Linked DNA regions of Rattus norvegicus: region 2 is linked to region 1. A link is a contact called in public Hi-C data. All regions are on one chromosome and are shown on one strand. Each heading gives the region's core, a stretch centred on a gene start, on an enhancer-like site or on the middle of the called end of the contact. The rest is flanking DNA. Distances are from core to core; before and after follow the strand shown. Region 1 overlaps Aff3 (ALF transcription elongation factor 3). Region 2 has its middle 70 kb from the start of Lonrf2.

Region 1 (3,559 bases), core at 361-2,860:
GCACTTTCTTTCTTTATGATTGATGTGGGAGGGTCTAGCTGACTATAGGAGGCACCACCCCTGGGTCCGTATCCAAGGTGATATTTAAAAGTACACTAAGCAGACCGCAGGAACCCTTCCATGGCCTCTACATCAGGTCCCGCCTCCAGGTTTCTACCTTGAATCCCTGGCCTGACTTCTCTGCTTGATGGACTACAGGCGGTAAGATGCACAAACCCTCTCCCCCCTTAGCTGCTTTTGCTCATGGTGTTTCATGACCACCATGTAAACCCTAAGACGCAGGCCAGTGTGAAATACTAGTTGCTAGAGTGGACATTTGCATATGCAAATCTATTTCATGACGATTCATACACTGTCTCTGAACAGACATAGACATAATGAATTCACAGATCTCAAATAGGCGGAGATGGCTATTTGTAGCAGCTCCTGCTGTAGAAACAAATCTGAAAATCAAACAGCGTGATTAAAACTCACATTTGTTTTAACGCCATTAGTAGGGAGCGAAATGAAATGAACTTTAAATAAAAGACTGAGACGTCTTCAACGAGCCTGAAATGACAAGTATGGCCAGGAAACCCAGCCAATTAAAGGCTCTGCCCCATGAAGCGGTGTCGTTACACCCTAAAGAGGACTCCGATTGGGTCAGCAGACCTTCGGCAGGATGGAGCTAAGTTGGAGAGCAGTGTGCACTTGTTACAGGCTGTTGTTTCTGCCTGTAACCCAAGGGATCTCAGGAAAGTGGGCACAGGCTACAGTGTAGCCATTTCTCAGGTTCCTCAAAGAATGGCTATGGTGTAGCCATTTCTCAGGCTCCTCAAAGAATGGCTATGGTGTAGCTGTTTCTCAGGCCCCTCAAAGACAATGATTCTTGGAGCTGGAAGTTCATGGTGGCTCACAGCCATCTGTAACTGGATCTGATGCCCTCTTCTGGTGTGACTAAAGACAGTGATGATGTACTTGTGTGACATAATAAATCTTTATAAAGAAAAATAACCTGGTTTAAAAAAGAAAGATGCTGATACTTGTGGGAAGTTAGGTAGTCCAATGTTAAGTTGCAAAGTTTATAGCCAAGCCCCTCTTGTGAGCATGCTGGGTTTGCCTAAAAAATGAGGTAAGTGCCTGAGCCAGAGTATGAAGATTTGGAAGCACCAAGGCGTGGATGTAATGACACAGATGCTTTAAACGGCCAATGGAAAGGAGCCAGCCCTGGGAGGCAGCTCTGTGGTGGTGGGTGGTTCTACTCAATGACCCCGAGAGTCAGCACGTGTCAACAATTGTCGGCTTTCCCCTGGCTTCCAGAAAGGGAACAGTCCATGGGAGAGAATGTGTGGGTAACACCAGACAGATCTGCCTCTGGTCAAGCCTCTCCCTTTGTGAAAGGAGGAGCCCATTAGGCAGTATCTTCGAATCTCCTGGTCCTTGTACTTAGTGTCATGCTATGATAATGATAAGTTGTTGTCTCCAGCTGGCTCAGAGAATTTAAGTGTGTCACCAAGCCTGATGATCTGAGTTCAAACCCTAGAACCACGGGGTAGAAAGAGAGGAAACACCTCCTTCAAGCTTCCCTCTGTGGTGTGCATACCATGGCACACGCTCTCCTACACAGATGCATACCCACATCCTGTTCATGTCATAGGTTTAGTCACCGCATCCCACTCTACTGTAATGCCACCATGTGGTGCTCACAGCTGCCTGCAACTCTTTGGGAATCAAGACTCTAAAGTCCAACTTCTCAGCATCTTTGGCTAGAGTTTACTCTCTGGCCTCAATTTTTTAAAGTTTAGTTTTATCTTGCATATCAACATCTTTGCTGCTATCGGTGACTCCTGCCTGTGTGACCTACCACTGACTCACAAGGGCAGACCTCCCTTCAGACTGGGCTGACTTCTGTAGATCTAAATTGATTTTTAAAAGCTAAAGCCTCTTCTGCCACCATAGTCACAAGGTAACAACATTTGAGGAAAGCCTTAGGAAGAGTGCTTGGCCTGGTTTGCAGGCTTCATTGTGACATCTTTGTGTCTCCATTTATTTACCCATATGAGTTACTTAAACATTTAGAAGCTCTATTGCCTTGTTGTCGAAAAATAAAGTTGTTCCTTGATGTCCAGGGACAGGTTCTAGGACCTTTCTCTGAGTCTAAAATCTGTGGGCACTCTAGCCCCTTCTATAGAATCTGGGGATGCTCTAGCCCCTTCTATAGAATCTGTGAGCACTCTAGCCCCTTCTATAGAATCTGGGGATGCTCTAGCCCCTTCTATAGAATCTGCGGATGCTCTAGCCCCTTCTATAGAATCTGTGGGCACTCTAGCCCCTTCTATAGAATCTGGGGACACTCTAGCCCCTTCTATAGAATCTGGGGACACTCTAGCCCCTTCTACAGAATCTGGGAACACTCTAGCCCCTTCTATAGAATCTGTGGATGCTCTAGCCCATTCTATAGAATCTGGGGATGCTCTAGTCCCTTTTATAGAATCTGGGGACACTCTAGCCCCTTCTATAGATTCTGGAGATGGTCTAGCCCCTTCTATAGAATCTGGAGACACTGTAGCCCCTTCTATAGAATCTGGGGACACTCTAGTCCCTTCTACAGAATCTGGGGACACTCTAGCCCCTTCTATAGAATCTGGGGACACTCTAGTCCCTTCTATAGAATCTGGGGACACTCTAGTCCCTTCTATAGACTCTGAGGACACTCTAGCCCCTTCTATAGACTCTGGGGACACTCTAGCCCCTTCTATAGACTCTGGGGACACTCTAGCCCCTTCTATAGAATCTGGGGATGCTCTAGCCCCTTCTTTAGAATCTGGAGGCGCTCTAGCCCCTTCTATAGAATCTGTGGATGCTCTAGCCCCTTCTATAGAATCTATGGGCACTCTAGCCCCTTCTATAGAATCTGTGGGCACTCTAGCCCCTTCTGTAGAATCTGGGGATGGTCTAGCCCCTTCTATAGAATCTGGGGGCGCTCTAGCCCCTTCTATAGAATGGCATTGGATTTACATGTAACCAACTCACATCTTCCCATAACTTTCAATCTCGCCTAGAGCACTTAGAATACCTAATACAATATAAATAACTCCTCTGCCCCGTGGACAGGAAACAATGTCCCAAAAGTGCACATGTTCAGTTACAGTTGTGTTTCCAAATTATATTGATCAAATAAAAAAATTTCTTCATTGTGGGATGAGAGAAACAAATTTATTTCTTAGATTCATGGAACCTAACTCAGGAGGATCTCTGAGTACAACCCGCACCTTCCACAGGGTGAACAAGGGCCCCATAAGTCACCTACCCCCAAAGTGCAGACATTTCAGGAAGAACTGAAGTGTGGATGGTCACAGACCACACTTACCCACAAGGTCAATGAAATAACACTGAAGTTATTTTTTTTTCTTTTCTTTTTTTTTGGAGCTGGGGACCGAACCCAAGGCCTTGCTAGGGCCTTGCTCTTGCTAGGCAAGCACTCTACCACTGAGCTAAATCTCCAACCCCACACTGAAGTTATTATAAAGGTTTTTGCCTATGATAGTCCTATAACCGACCCTAATGACCGTAAGCACAT
Region 2 (3,247 bases), core at 743-3,242, 500 kb before region 1:
GCAGGTCAGCCCCAACCTCAGAATCAGAGCCAGGTTTCAGGGATGATCAGAGGTGGGCAACCTGTAGGGGGAGCCACATTCCAAGCAGAGAAAGGTAGTTTCCAGAGCGTTGGAAGGAGCTAAGCTTTCTCCATATTCCGGTCAACAAATTTCTGAAGCTCAACTTTGGTTCTAGAAAGGACATCTCTGTGCACATTCTCTAGGATAGGAAAATCTAGAAGAGAGAAAACCAAGGGATGATGGGCTTTCTTCTCCCCATGCAGTTAAAGATGATCCAGTGCTTGGTAATGTGGGTAACTAAATATTACTGTTAGAATGTCTCTGAATTGCCTCCCGAGTGGGTCCAACTTTCCGACATGATAACAGGATGTTATTTACCATGTAATACAGTTGCCAAAAACCAAAACACATCAGATACACACACACACACACACACACACACACACACACACACACAAACACATCAGATATATAAGATGCCATATATACACACATATATATACATATCTCTTAACATAGTCTTATATGTAATATATTCATATATGGCATATATGTGTATAAAATATATGCTATTTTTATGTAGTTGCATTTAAGTTACCTAGATGATAAACTGCCTTCATCCTAGGACAGCCGTGAAGATTCATCCACTGTTTTCATGGAAATATGTATGAATGGAGAACCTAGAGGTTTGTCACCCATGAATGTCTAGTTTGGATGACCATTGAAGCAGAATGAATCCATGGTCAGGCTGTCAGATTGCTGCTCCAATGAGACACCTTCCTCCTAGTTGCCTACGGCATACGGGAGCAGCATTCTGAGCCCATGGCAGGGCAAAGGTTGATGAGGATGTGAGTTACTCAGCAACGAGGTGTCCTATAGAACAGGGGTGAGGGAGAGGGATAAAGGGCAGACGGGAATGCTGGCTTCATCACCCAGGTGGTCTGAAGTTGGGGCTCTGTTCAGAGCCCAAGTTCTACCCCTTGGACTCTTGGTAGAATTTTCTGGAATGAGACTTTGGAACCGTTCACCTGAGAATAAAAGAAGGCTCCCTGAGTCCCCTGCTAGTCTCGGGGTGTGACCGTCATGCATATACATAAAGTTGAAAAACCTGTGAGACCGTCCCCAGGAGCTGCCCATACTTCAGCATCAAGACAGAAAGAAGGCCTGAGGGGGCCGTGCTGTGGCTAACAGAATCGGTTCACACTCACACAATGCTTTCGAAGACCAGGCTTCTGTGGAAGTTCCTGGCTTGTAACTTAGGGGGTTCACAGAGAAGTCCTAAACCTGTGGGCCTCAGCAGAGATCTGGGTAGTCCTCAGGTCATAATTTGCCACATATGGACAGAACGCCGGGAATACTTTGCAACTTGCAACATTTTTGACCAGCTGGCAAATAACTTGACCCCTCCTGTTCTCGGTGAGTTATCCGGGAGCAGCAGCCAAGCAGGTTTTGTTATGGAGGTCAGCAGAAAAATAATTAAGTGGAGTACAGCAGTATATTCGAAGTGTGTCTCCATCCCATGCTGTGGGTTGGTTTCAGTTCAGAAGAAGCTGAATGAGAGAGGGAAAAGCCTTATTTAGCAACTCCCCAGAGCTTCGGAAACCGAGGGCACCAAAGCGATGCTGCTTTTCCCTCCGTGGCAAAAGACAGGCACAGGTTTTGCTCTCACATCACCAACACGAAATTCGCATAAAAAAATTCCTGAGGTTTGTTGGTGTTTGGCTTCTAAATGGAAAGGCAAGGGCTGGAAATGAGTCGCAAGAAAGCAAAAAAGGAGAATGCAAAGAGGATGCAGACGGGGACGTGTGAGGAAGAGGGTCCGTGACACCCTTAACTAGGTCTACAGAACGAGTTCCAGTACATGAAAACAAGGCGAGGTAAGGAGGGAGATGATGAGAGAAAGTGGCCCAGACCCTTGGAAAAAGAGAGCCTCGGAGCGGAGGTAGCGAGTTCTCATTCCCCGCCAGTAGAGGGCACTGTCGAGCAGTGTTTTAGCTGCTATTTGCCAAGGGGACCTTCAGGGAGCAGGGCTGGGGCAGGAGCGGTGATTGCTCAAGTGGCTGGAAGGCGTGTTTCTTAGGGTGCCATTCAGAGCATATGAATACCAGGGGCGGATTTGCATTTTTAAAAACGTTATGATAATATATTAATATCTCACAGCAACTGAGAAAAGCTGTGGGCCTTCCATCGAGTCCCCGGTTCTCTCCACAAACTCTTCTGACAGGTAGCGATTTATATAAAATGCTCTGAGGAGGCTGTAAGAGACTGTGATACATATTTCATAATATTTTCTAGCACAGCACTTGATCTCACGGGCAGATTCATGAAAATGCAGTATTTATTATACAATATCCATGTTTTATTAAACCTGGTTACATAGCTAGGGAGACATTTGTGGCAGAAGCCTCAAGGCTATGCTGGGGCTTGCCCCCCCCCACTCCCAGGAGCCCAAGAAAGAACCCAGATGTTGAGTGATATCCTGGGCCCTGGGTTCTGTCTATAACCCCCCTCCCATAGACCTGAGGAAGCCCTAGCTTCTCCTGATGAAAGGAACGGGCTCACAGATCTCCCACTGGCCACAGAACTGAGCGGAGTATTAATAACACGTTCAAAGACAGAGGCCCTCTATCTTATCAGAAGTAGAAGGGAGTCTAGCTTGTTATCCAGTCTGTTGCCCTCAACTTTATCTTTGGAACCACATGGCAGAATGCATCCTCAGTCTCCTCGGCACTACAAGGCTCCCAGCCAACCTGCCCTCCTGGAAACCTTAGAAATCTGAGGAGGGTTTGCTTCACACAGGGCGCTCTGGGCCGGGAATCAATCGGTCTGGCTCCCCTCTGATCTCCCAGGGTTGTGCGCCCTGGGTCCCAGCAGCTGGAACTCCCGCACAACCGTTCTTTTCTTTTCCTGGACAAGATTTATACAGCTCGGTTTAGTCTTACACAGACAGACATTCCGGGGAAGGGGGGGCACCCTGAATGTTCTCCCATAGACCAGAGCCCTTCTGCTCCCTGCAAGCCAGCTTAAAGATGGAGGTTAGATAAAGCTAGGTTGATACTCAAGAAAATGGGATTTTTGTATGAGACAGGGACTTGCTTTAAAAGACTTGATGGTTGTGTTGACCCTTGAGAGCCAGGAAGGAGAACCGTAGATGTAGCATGTGTATGTGCTTGCTCGCCTTGAGGCTCTAAGAGTGGAAGGCTTTGGCCTTTGTTGTCTCAACGCTAATCCTAACTAGCTGTGTGTG

The links. A called contact is a pair of places that touch in the nucleus more often than the background predicts.
Region 2: a contact with region 1 is called in a Hi-C map of the A7r5 cell line, with 6 times the contacts expected there. The contact joins two enhancer-like sites. A contact is called at or near these places in 3 of 12 Hi-C or Micro-C datasets (the A7r5 cell line, the Rat2 cell line and Schwann cells).

The regions. Positions count from the first base shown.
Region 1 is chr9:47,993,787-47,997,345 of GRCr8, reverse strand. The region is part of intron 9 of Aff3 (ALF transcription elongation factor 3); the gene reads left to right. Among named protein-coding and RNA genes, the nearest start is that of Trnat-agu33, 67 kb to the right of the region's middle. Within about 2 kb of position 1,610, at least 9 of the 93 cell types and tissues checked have an H3K27ac peak or open chromatin away from gene starts, as enhancers often do. A contact at or near this core is called in the A7r5 cell line, where this site is marked.
Region 2 is chr9:48,494,951-48,498,197 of GRCr8, reverse strand. No RefSeq gene overlaps it. Among named protein-coding and RNA genes, the nearest start is that of Lonrf2, 70 kb to the left of the region's middle. Within about 2 kb of position 1,992, at least 6 of the 93 cell types and tissues checked have an H3K27ac peak or open chromatin away from gene starts, as enhancers often do. A contact at or near this core is called in the A7r5 cell line, where this site is marked.